Regions from separate parts of the Zea mays genome. Here regions 1 and 3 are each linked to region 2. The links are chromatin contacts, called in public Hi-C maps. All regions are on one chromosome and are shown on one strand. Each heading gives the region's core, a stretch centred on a gene start, on an enhancer-like site or on the middle of the called end of the contact. The rest is flanking DNA. Distances are from core to core; before and after follow the strand shown. Region 1 holds the start of LOC100278939 (RING-H2 finger protein ATL3). Region 2 holds the start of LOC100272608 (Dual specificity protein phosphatase PHS1). Region 3 holds the start of LOC100280285 (pectinesterase).

Region 1 (3,720 bases), core at 1,186-3,685, 330 kb before region 2:
TCTCCCTGTATGCGTTTGAAGATGATGTTGCGGACTTGTGGTCACATGCCAACCGAGGATCAGGACAATAGCACAGAGGAGCGGAGCGGTAGCGAAGGAGTGGAGTTGCGCCAACAGGAAGTTGCACAAGTGAAGCTACATTGACAGGAGTGCGGAGGAGTGAAGCTACAATTTCGGGAGATTGGAGGAGTGGAGATGCGCCAACGGGTGCGAGGAAGAGCGGAGCTATGCCGATGGGAGCATGGAGTAGTGTAGCTGCGTCGACGGGAGCTTGCCGGAGGCCGGAGCGAAATCTGCGCTGGAGGGAGCTCGAAGGAGTCAGAGAAGGCGTGCTATGACCTGAAGGTGAGCCCGTCGGAGATGGAAAGGGGAGGCACTGTTCGCTTCAACGCAAATCTGGCGGTTGTTTTTTATCCTCTTTTCCTTGTTTAGGGGGAATTGATAAGGCAAATGGTTGGAGATATACTCTACATAGTAGAAGTATAATTTTTTAGAGTGATATTGTAAAATATAATAGAAAGTACATGTAGTATAAGGGAAACCGTTGGAGATAGCCTAATACTCTAGAAACATTTACGGTGTTTTAGAGACAGTCTCACTAGCTTTAGGCTGTGATCATGTAAAACATTATTTTGTATTGCAGATAATATTGTTATAGAGTAAAATTTAAAATAAAAGGTGAAATATGAGGGCGGCTGCCATCTCTGTCCCTCGCTACCTTTCACATCTTACCGCACAGCACAACCTATAATTCTTGTGTCTACAAGAGCCAGCGGCAGCCACAATGAGGACCACTGTGACGAGACTCGAGTGTAGGAATACTAGTTTGGATCCACGGTTAAATTTTAGACCCGTCACTTTTAATGATTAAATACTAGTTAGATATATTAAATATAGTCTAATTACAAAACTAATTATATAAAGAAAGACTAAACGGTAAGTCAAATCTATTAAATTTAATTAGTCAATGATTCGATCATGTGCTGCTACAGTAGATATTTGCTAATCATAAATTAATTAGGCTTAATAAATTTGTGTTGAAGTTTGATCTTTATCTATATAATTAGTTTTATAATTAAATTATATTTAATACTCAATTTATATTTAAACATCGAACGAGAGACGAACTAAACTTTAGCGAGGAGAACCCACGATCTCTGACCAAGCGCCACAGCTACCGAAGGTAGAGTTTGAGGTACTGTTTGGTTCTCTAGACTAAATTTTAGTTCCTATCACGTAGGATATTTAGATGCTAGTTAGAAACATTAAATACAGTTAATTATAAAACTAAGTACACAAACGAGAATTAAATGTAGTCTATTTATAAAAACTAATTATATACATAAGAACTAAACGACGAGACAGAGTTATTAAACCTAATTAGTCCACGTTTTGCTTATGTAGTGCTACATTAAACATTTGCTAATCATAGGTCACTTAGGCTTAATAAAATTTGTCTCATCCTTTAGTTTTCAGTTGTGTAATTAGTTTTATAGTTAGACTATATTTAATACTCGTAATAGACATTCAAATATATGATATGATACGAGCTAAACATTAGTTACTAGAACCATACATATCTAAATTATTTGAGTTAGTGAAAGCATGTCTTAATTATACTATACATATAAACTTTTATATATATATATATATATATATATATATATATATATATATATATATATATATATATATATATATATATATATATATATATATATATATATATATATATATATATATATATATATATATATATAGGGGCCCGTTGATGTCGTTACGGGGCCTGTATATTTCTAAAGACGGCCGTGGGCCCTCGATGGGGTCCGGCAAGAGGGGCAAGGTCACTTTCCTCTTCTCGCTGAAGCAGGCGAGGACAGAAGCTGTGACGTGGCTGGCGGACGCCTCGCTTCCGCGAAGCTTCGCAGGTCGATCGGTCAGGGCCGACCACGCCCCCGCGCTGCCTGTCGCCGTCTGCTCCCCAGTCCCTGAGAAATTTTGCCCGGGTCCAAATCACGGCAAGGGAGGGCTTCCATGTCCCAGTGGGAGTAGTAGTTAAAGAGAGGACATCCATTGTGGAAAGAGCAGAGGAGACGAACACCCACTACCACCTGGACTGGACCTGGTTGGTTGATGCTCCTAATCAAAGTCAACTCTCTTGACCGTGCGCCTAGAACCGCCCGGTGAACGTATCACGGCCGTTCGCCTGTCCTCACACGGCGTACGGGCGGTCAGCCAGTGAGCCCCGGCCCGGGGAACGGAGACGGACTGTTGCTGACTTGCTGTGCTACTCTAGACGTCCAGCCAATGCTGAAAACCCGAGGCTACCCCTTTGATTTCCATCCCAATGTTCCGAGCATTACCAAGGGCACTTCAGTCATGAAATCACGTACTATAAGTAACTTGCTCACCGAACTCACCACACCCAAATCATCCGCGAAACCACAGCTCAGTTCGGTGAGCGCAGCGCTCGACCATCAGACATGGGCGTCAGCGACGGCGACGGCAACGGCAACGGCCCCAAGGCGAGCGAGGAGGCGGTCTCGTGCGAAGGGAGTCCCGAGTATAGGTTGCCGTTCTCCAAGCCGCACGTCCCCAGCCCACCGCAGGTGACCGACCCGACGAACTACGCCATGACTGGCAAGATCCTGCTCGCCGCGGCGGGGGCGTTCGCGGGCGTGCTCCTGGCGCTCGTCGCGCTGCACCTCTACAACAGCACACGGCGGCGGCGCCTCGGCGGCAACCAGCGGCGGCTGTTCCGGAGCCTGGCCATCGCCGGTGGCGACGAGGACCGCCGCGACGGTGACGGAGAGGGAGCGCCTCCCCCCCATCGCGGCCTCGATTCCGCTGTGCTCGCCGCGATACCGGTCGTGCTGATCGAAGCGGGCGCGGATGCGGGGGGCGGGGACTGCGCGGTCTGCCTCGCGGAGCTCGAGCCCGGGGAGAAGGCCCGCGCGCTGCCGCGGTGCGGCCACCGCTTCCACATCGAGTGCATTGGCGCCTGGTTCCGGGGGAACGCCACGTGCCCGCTCTGCCGCGCCGACGTCGTCGTCGTGGCGCCGGGCGCTATCGTGCCAGCCGAGGGCGGGGCGCTGTCGGAGGAGGTGCGGATAGACGTGGCCGGGGACGCCGTCGCCGCGACGCCCAATGGATCCACGGTAGTGCCGGTGATGGGGAGGTTGCATAGCGGCCGGGATCTTGAGAAAGCCAGGCGGGTCTTTGCTTCCACCCGATTCTCTTCCTTCTGACAGGGCTCCATTGGCTCCCACAGCCACAGACTACAGGACCTCGGAAGCTTCCTCTGATTTTCGCACATGGACACCTCGATTGTTTCGGAGCGTTCTGCCATTAGACTGTACATAGATTTGTTGGTGATGCCAGCTGTGTTTTGCCATGATTTGTAGTACGATTTTTTGCGGACGAACTCATGGACATATCTGTCTCGACGTTGACTCGAGACATGTAAACTGCTTGGATGCTATTTGCTTCACAACATTAATGATTGATAGTTGTAATAAATTTGAATAGGTGGAGCTACTAATGTGATATTTTATTTCGGCTGAATCTAAACAAATATAATCTAACGTTATCAATTATCTATCACGTTACAATATGTAAACAAAGTGCTCGCAGTAAAGGACGCCCTCGCGTCGCTCCGCTTGGGGCGTCTCGGGGGCAGGCAACCAGGCCGCGCCACCACCGGTCCACTCCACACTTGCC
Region 2 (3,736 bases), core at 1,227-3,726:
AAATTAGCGAAGGTCTCCTGTAGATCAGCAATGTGATTATCTTGCTTCGTGCTTTTTACAATGATATCATCAACATAAGTTAGCACATTCCTGCCTATCTGAGAATGGAGGACCTTTGTTGTCATTCTGCTGAAACTTCCTCCGGCATTCTTAAGCCCCTCAGGCATCCGAAGGTAACAATATGTTCCACTGGGGGTTATGAAGCTGGTTTCGGTTCATCCTCCTTCTTTATCCAGATTTGGTGATAGCCTGAATAGCAATCCAGCAGACTTATAAGCTCTGATGAAGCTGCTGCATCGACTAAGGAATCTATCCTTGGCAATGGAAACTCGTCCTTCGGACAGACCTTGTTGAGATCAGTAAAATCGATACACATTCTCCATTTACCATTGGCCTTCTTTACCATAACAGTGTTAGCCAACCATTCTGGATATTTTACTTCTCTGATAACTCCGGCAATGAGGAGTCTTTTCACTTCGTTCCGAGCACCTTCGGCCTTGTCATCGGACATCTTCCGAAGCCTTTGCTTTCTTGGTCTGAAGGATGGATCAACATTGAGCGAGTGCTCAATAACATCCCTGTTAACCCCGCAAAGATCATTAGCTGACCAAGCAAAAACATCTTTGTTGTTGAACAAAAACCTTATCAAGGTTTTCTCTTGTTCTTCGGACAGTTGAGATCCCAATAACACCTTCTGCTCTGCTATGTCCTCACATAAAAGCATGGGCTTCGGCTGATCATCCGAAGCAGCTTTTTCCCTTCTGAACTTGTATTGCTCACAAGCTTCAGCTCCATCTATATTATGGATTGCTTTTGAGTCTGTCCAATTTCCTTCGGCCCTTCTGGCAGCTTCCTGACTTCCATGAATAGCAATGGGCCCTTGGTCCGAAGGTATCTTCATGCAAAGATAAGCTGGATGAAGAATTGCTTCGAAGGCATTGAGAATGCCTCGACCAATGATTGCATTGTAAGGGTATTCCATGTCAACAATATCAAACACAACTTGTTCAGTCCTTGTGTTGTTGATAAATCCGAAGGTCACTGACATTGTGATTTTGCCGAGTGCTACAATCTGCCTTCCTCCGAAGCCACAAAGGGGATGCGCTACCTGTATCAACCAAAACATTATGGACCAGGAATCCTTTGATCACACAAGAGATAACCATAGCGTCGTTGTGTGGGTAATCCTTGAGTTGGAGATCCTCTTGAGAGAAGGTAATTGGAATGTGAGACCATCTTGACTTGATGAAGGGTCCCTGCACCCCGACATGCTGTACCCTTCTCTGTGCCTCCTTCTTCTGTTTCTTGTTGGCTGGCTCTGAGCATGAACCGCCTGTTATCGGGAGTACCAGCTTCGGAGCCGAAGCAGCTCCGGCTTGAATGTTGAACGAAGCCATCAGCTCAAAAAAGTGGAAGTGAGTTCATCGGAGGTGGGCGCCAATGTTGGGGACTTGCTCTCAAATGCTATGAATTAAGAACAAGGCAACATAAAATGTTAAATATCAATGCCCTTCGTCCGTCGAAGCATTATCTCCACAAGGATCAAATAAGCTTCGGACGAAGGTCACAAACATACTATTACGAAGGTTTCACCTTCGTAATTAAACTTATAAAGTTAATATAAAGTAAGGTAAAACATGAAACATTGGAGATAAATATGTTGAAAATAAATAACATCATTCACTTATATTATTAAATGAATTTAAGATATTTGAACACAATGATTAGGTACATTTATACCTTTGCCTTAACAAACAATAATTCCCGAGTGATGTGTTATCAATTACAGGAATCCGTGAACAGTAAAGGAATACTATTCACTATTTATAGGCACAGGACACAGCTCATGAAGAATTACAATTATGCCCCTCATAAAAGTTTACAACAATGACTCAGACCTTTAAGGGCTAAAAAGGTCATTTTATCTTTAAGTCGGTTCGACCCTTCGTCTTCGGATATGCTGTAGTTTCGAAGCTTCGTGAACGGTGTCTTCGACATCATGTTCAAGCAGCTTCAACTGAAGCTGTTTCTTTTTGCAGGACCTTCGGCGACGAAGTATGAACCCAACAAGTTTGTTGCATTTTATAAACTTTGTTTAGTTTATATAGTTTATCTTTGACGAGCTAAGTATTATTTAATGTTTTCCGTATTTTCGGTACTTTATTTCAATTAAAAATCATCTTTCGTAGTGCATATGAGTATGTAAGAAATGTGCGGTAGTATAAGGTAAAAGCTGTACACTGAAATTATAATAGATAAAGACTGACATACGTAAATATAGTGATGTGACGATAGTCTAATGCCTACAAGATTCGTAGCAAGTGCAGTTTTTTTCGGAAAGTTGTAGTTTTCTCACTTCCGATATCCATTTCCAGTTTTCCACTTCCACACCTAACGGCTAGGCGATGGATATTTGCGGTTCTGCTGCCGGGATCGGACGGCTTGTGTTGCCTAGCCATTCGCAACGGACCCCGTTCCCAAAAAAAAAGTCAGTAACCACCCCACAGTACTACTGAGTACTGACCCACTCCACACTTTCGTCTTCCCGTGCTTTTGTTTCTCGGACTAGGGACGCTCTCTCCCCTCCTGCAGGCAGTCACCATTACGAAAAAAGCCAACACCCGGACGGAAAGGTTGGAGCGGGGAGGAAAACTCGCGCAAGATCCCGCCTTTTCCGTCGGGGTCTGACGGCCCCGCTCCCCCACCGGAAGCCAGGCGGCCGCAAAGCAGAGGCCGTAGGCGGCGGTTGCTGAAACCTATATCACGCCAAGCGCCTGCGTAGTCAAGGGCTACTCGAGCCTTGCCCCTCCCATGGAACAGCGGGACGCGACGCAGCCAGAGGCGGCGGCGGAGGAGCGCGACCAGGAGCGGCCCTCCATTATTCCTCCTCCCAAGGTGGTTCCTTTCTCTTCTTTGGACTTGTGTTTTTGTGATCTGATCTTGTCTTTATTGATGCGCTGAGTTAGTCACTGTCGTTCTAGGCGGGTAAAAGAGTGACAAGGGAGGGGGGACTTGTTGGCAAATCTGAACTTTTATCTGCTCCGGGACATGGTTGCGAAATGCAGCTGCTTTTTGCTGGCCACTGGTCAGATTTAGGTTTGGTAATAATGGTTCTCGATACGCTTGGTGTATCCGTGAGTTTTTCATTGCTATTTAGTCTCATCTCGACTATCAAGTGCGCCTTCCCCCAAATGCAGTGAGGATTTATGCGGATTTATTTGGAGGGCCATTTCATCATGAATGGAGTAAAACAGTTTGTTCTCGTCTTGTTGTTTCAATTTTTGCACAATGCATTATGCTTGACACCTCATGTTCCAAACTAGATCAGCGTTCTGCTTCGTTTGATTTTATACATGCTAATTTCTCCAAAGGTTCGTCATATGCCAAATCTTGCAACTATCTTCCTTGTAAGACAAGGGAAGTTAACAGCACGTCTCATTCCAGTTCAAGTTGAGCATATTATGGATGTAAGTAGATTGGCCTAGACTGAGTAAGGGATGACCCATACATCAGTAGTTCATTTGGTTTACAGACACTTGTTCCTAATGAGAGATGATTTATACCGATTAAGGGAACATTGGACTCCTAACTTAATGCAATGGGTTTTGAATTGGCCCAAGTACCCAACCACTTTCATCCGCGGAGCATATGCTGGTCAGCTGGTAAAGGGAAGAGTTAATCTCATGTTAGTGTTAGTTTCTATGTGCATATACTCTTCTGTTTGCTCGAACTTGTA
Region 3 (3,851 bases), core at 297-2,796, 500 kb after region 2:
TAAAAATCTTCAAGTTGGAGCACATATAATGATAGATAACATCGTAAATGTTCATTCACTCTCAACCATTAGCTCTCACGTCCATGTGACCACCATAAATCAAGGGATTTTATTAGGGGGTTGATTAGAAGAGTTGATTAGGGGGAATTGATTAAACAATTTGATTTTAATGGCATTTACGAACACCATAAATTAAGGGATTCCCTTTTTACTGTGCATGCAAAAAATATGCATGCGGGACATTGGTGGACGCATCCACATGTTTGAGCATAAACATCCTAATTTTAAGCATAAATATTGACATTGGTAAGCATAAAAATCCACAATGTTATAATAATGGTCAGTGTGATATCACGTTTGACATCCCCGTAACAAATGTGCGTGAATTTAGGTGGTTACCATAAAAAATCGAAGCCACGTGAGAGACGTTGTATTCATCATCATAAAAATTCCCAATAGAATGCATAAATAGTGTGCATACAACATAATCATGGAAGGCATAAACGCGGATCGGTGGGAGAACGACGCTGGACGACGACCCTAACGCCACCGGATTGGCGAACATCTCTGAAGCCACCAGATCGAATGTGGTCTTTGTCAAAGGATGCCCGAGACACGCCGGATCAGAGGAGATCATCGTCTTTAGATGCTGTCACGGGCGGTCACCGTCACCATCGCCGCTCGGCATCGGGCCATGGCCGCCGTATACACTCGCGTCGCCGCTCGGCGTCGGGCGGTTGCCGCCGCTCGTGCCTTGTGCAGTTGAGGCCGCCATGACGCTCGCGTCTTGGGGAGCTGCTCGCCGATGTCACCTAGGGCCGCCGCTCACTGACGTTGCCTCGGTCCGCCGCTCGTGCCTCACACCGCCGCTCGCGTCTCGCGCCACATAAAGCCGCCGTTGATGTCCAGCCACCGCTCGCGCCTCAAGCAGTTGTAGCCGCCGTCATGCCCCGAAACCCAATTTCTAGGGGTCTAGGCTATTTTTATAGACGTCTTGGCATGATTCGGCTAATGCCATAAGATAATTTATGCTGATGGGTGGGGGCAAGCTTGCTCGGAGTGCCTATTTCAATTGTTGTCCTAGGCACACAGCCTTGCTGAAAATTGTCCTTCATTATTTGTCCAGCATAGCACAGCACAGCACAAAGCAGTGCAGGTAAGTTACCAGTTTCCCCCTTCTTTCACTTGCTACAGCTCATGGCAAAGAAAAGTTATTTATTAAGGCTAATAGCTTTGAACTGCAGACAACAACATACCTAGCAAACAGCCAGCCACCATGGTTGAGCATGTCAACCTCTGGACTCTGGTTCAGATGACAACAGAACAATGAGCTAGCGAACTCCAGTATACTCTACTCCAGTAGCAATGTAGCATTCCTTTAATTTGTTGTCCATTAACTGACAAGTGACTAAAGACCATCCCTTATTTTTGGCGAGTCCGGCGGATCTCGGTTCCAATTCCAACACCGACACGAAAGGCTCCTACTTGCTGCACATATATAGGTAGGGCCTCTCTACATAGAGATGCATTGCATTGTGCATTGCATTGCATAAACCTCTCGTGGGAAGTGCAAACACCAAATCCGCAATCTATCTATCTATCAGCCATTCAGGCCTGCAGGCTGCAGCTCTCTCCACTGCACACTAGAGCGAGCTGCCACAGACAAGGACACAATGCCACCCATACCCAAGAGAGGCGAGCATCTCCTGGTCCTCCTAATTGTCGCATGCGCTGCCACCGCCGCCACCGCCGCCGGCACCGTCCCCTTCTACCCGTCCGCGGAGTCCGCCGCCGCCGCGCACTGCGACGGCACGCTGTACCCGGAGCTCTGCCTGTCGACACTCGCGGACATCCCGGACCTACACAAGAAGCCGCTCCCGGACGTCATCTGCGCGGCCGTGAACCGCACCGAGGACGTGGTGGTCGCCACGTCCAGCAACTGCTCGTACTACCTGCAGGACAGGTCCCTGTCGGCGCGGGACCGCCTGGCCATCAACGACTGCCTGGAGCTGCTGTCCACCACGATGGACGAGCTCCGCGCCAGCACCGCCGACCTGGCGTCCCCCGCCGGCAGGGGGTCGGCGTCGGCGGGCGTGTCGCAGGGCGCCAGGCGCGCGACGATGGAGCACGTGATGACGGTGCTTTCGGCGGCCATCACCAACCAGTACACCTGCCTCGACGGCTTCGCGTACCAGAGCGGCGGGCGCGTGCGGCGCTACATCGAGCCGACCTTCCACCACGTGTCCCGCATGGTGAGCAACTCGCTGGCCATGGCCAAGAAGCTGCCCGGCGCCGGCGCCTCAGCGGCGCCAGCGCCGCCGCGGCAGCCGTTCACGGGGTACGGGCAGATGGTGAAGGGGTTCCCCCGGTGGGTGCGTCCCGGGGACCGGCGCCTGCTGCAGGCCCCGGCGTCGGCCGTTGCCGCCGACGCGGTGGTGGCCAAGGACGGCAGCGGGGACTACACGACGGTGGCGGCGGCCGTGGCAGCCGCCCCCACCAACTCGAAGAAGCGGCACGTGATCTACATTAAGGCCGGCGCGTACATGGAGAACGTGGAGGTCGGGAAGAAGCACGTCAACCTCATGTTCGTCGGCGACGGCATCGGCAAGACCGTCATCAAGGCCAGCCGCAACGTCGTCGACGGCTACACCACCTTCCGCTCGGCCACAGTCGGTAAGTACACTGCTACTATGTTTGAGTGCTTAATTACATTCTAATTGCTCGCATCGCATCGCGCATTAAATTAAACGACCCGATCCGGTACTGCCTGTTGTGTTGACACCCGAATCCAATTCACCAGTTCATCATTGCAAAAGCGCATGCAGTGTTTGTACTAGTGGGCAGCACCCACTCGCTACTCTGTCCTGAAATTTTTTTTATCTCGGAGCGAAAAGTCAGGGAAGAATTTTTTTTTTTTTGGGGGGGGGGGGGGGGGGGGGGCGTAGAACAACTGCATAAAGTTACCGTAAAAGAGAGATAGAGAGTATAAAAGTATAGGAGGAAGCATGCATACAGGAGTATATCTTAGCTCCTAAGTACTGTAAGTATATTGCCTGTGTTGGCATGGTATTTCACGGGCTGCTAAATTTCTGCCACGAGTGGCAGCAAGCACATGTGCAGCTTTTGCTGCTGCGCTGGTCCAAATAGCACCACCACCGCCGGTCTACCCCACCGATCGATTTGGCTGCTAGCTAGCTTCTTTCGCCGCTGCAATTTCACAGTACAAAGAGCACGAAGCATACCGCGTGTACTAGATTCTTTCGCTTGCCGATTATATACTGTGCGTGCGCGTGCGCGTGCACGCACGACGGCACGAGCGATCGAGCATGCTGAGGAGGGAGAGGAGAAAAGGTGCATGCCAGCGCCACACAGATCCTCCATGCACGAGGACGCGACGTGTCTATCCATCTCTGTCGTCCGTCCGTGAGCCAGAGTGTCGGTGTGTGTAGACGTGCGCGCCAGCATTCCATTCTAGTGCGGGTTTGCTGGCGGCCTGCCTGCCTGCCTGTGACAATCTGACCCCAAAAATAAAATATCACCGGTTCTTTTTTTTTCACTAAGCGCTAAACGCTAATTTGGGAGCTCTATTTTTCCAAATAATTTCTATTTTCACAAGAGGAAATAAACTAATTTACCATGAGAAAATGAAAATCCCTTAGGATAATGTGGTTTCTAATTAGCCCTAATAAGTCCTACTAATTCTCGATTAGTTCTTGTCACGACGTGCTTAGGTAATGTTTATATATTCTAATTGGCGTTCAAAACTATAAACTTTATTTTAGTCTATCCAAAATAAATATTGTCCTCAATTCCAGAACGAAGTGGTTGGCAATATCACTGGCAGTGCACAT

The links. Hi-C and Micro-C count contacts between places; a contact is called where the count stands out from the background.
Region 1: a contact with region 2 is called in a Hi-C map of tassel, with 2.5 times the contacts expected there. The contact joins the promoter of LOC100278939 here to the promoter of LOC100272608 in region 2. A contact is called at or near these places in 3 of 25 Hi-C or Micro-C datasets (bundle sheath, leaf mesophyll and tassel).
Region 3: a Hi-C map of tassel shows a contact between it and region 2, with 3 times the contacts expected there. The contact joins the promoter of LOC100280285 here to the promoter of LOC100272608 in region 2. A contact is called at or near these places in 5 of 25 Hi-C or Micro-C datasets (bundle sheath, ear, leaf and 1 more).

What each region holds. Positions count from the first base shown.
Region 1 is chr3:55,980,094-55,983,813 of Zm-B73-REFERENCE-NAM-5.0, forward strand. It overlaps LOC100278939 (RING-H2 finger protein ATL3), which reads left to right and starts at 2,436. Exons shown (of 1, transcript NM_001174227.2): 1 at 2,436-3,539. The coding sequence starts at 2,484. The coding sequence ends at 3,248.
Region 2 is chr3:56,312,096-56,315,831 of Zm-B73-REFERENCE-NAM-5.0, forward strand. It overlaps LOC100272608 (Dual specificity protein phosphatase PHS1), which reads left to right and starts at 2,477. Exons shown (of 11, transcript NM_001147071.2): 1 at 2,477-2,895. The coding sequence starts at 2,812.
Region 3 is chr3:56,808,554-56,812,404 of Zm-B73-REFERENCE-NAM-5.0, forward strand. It overlaps LOC100280285 (pectinesterase), which reads left to right and starts at 1,547. Exons shown (of 2, transcript NM_001153213.1): 1 at 1,547-2,673. The coding sequence starts at 1,674.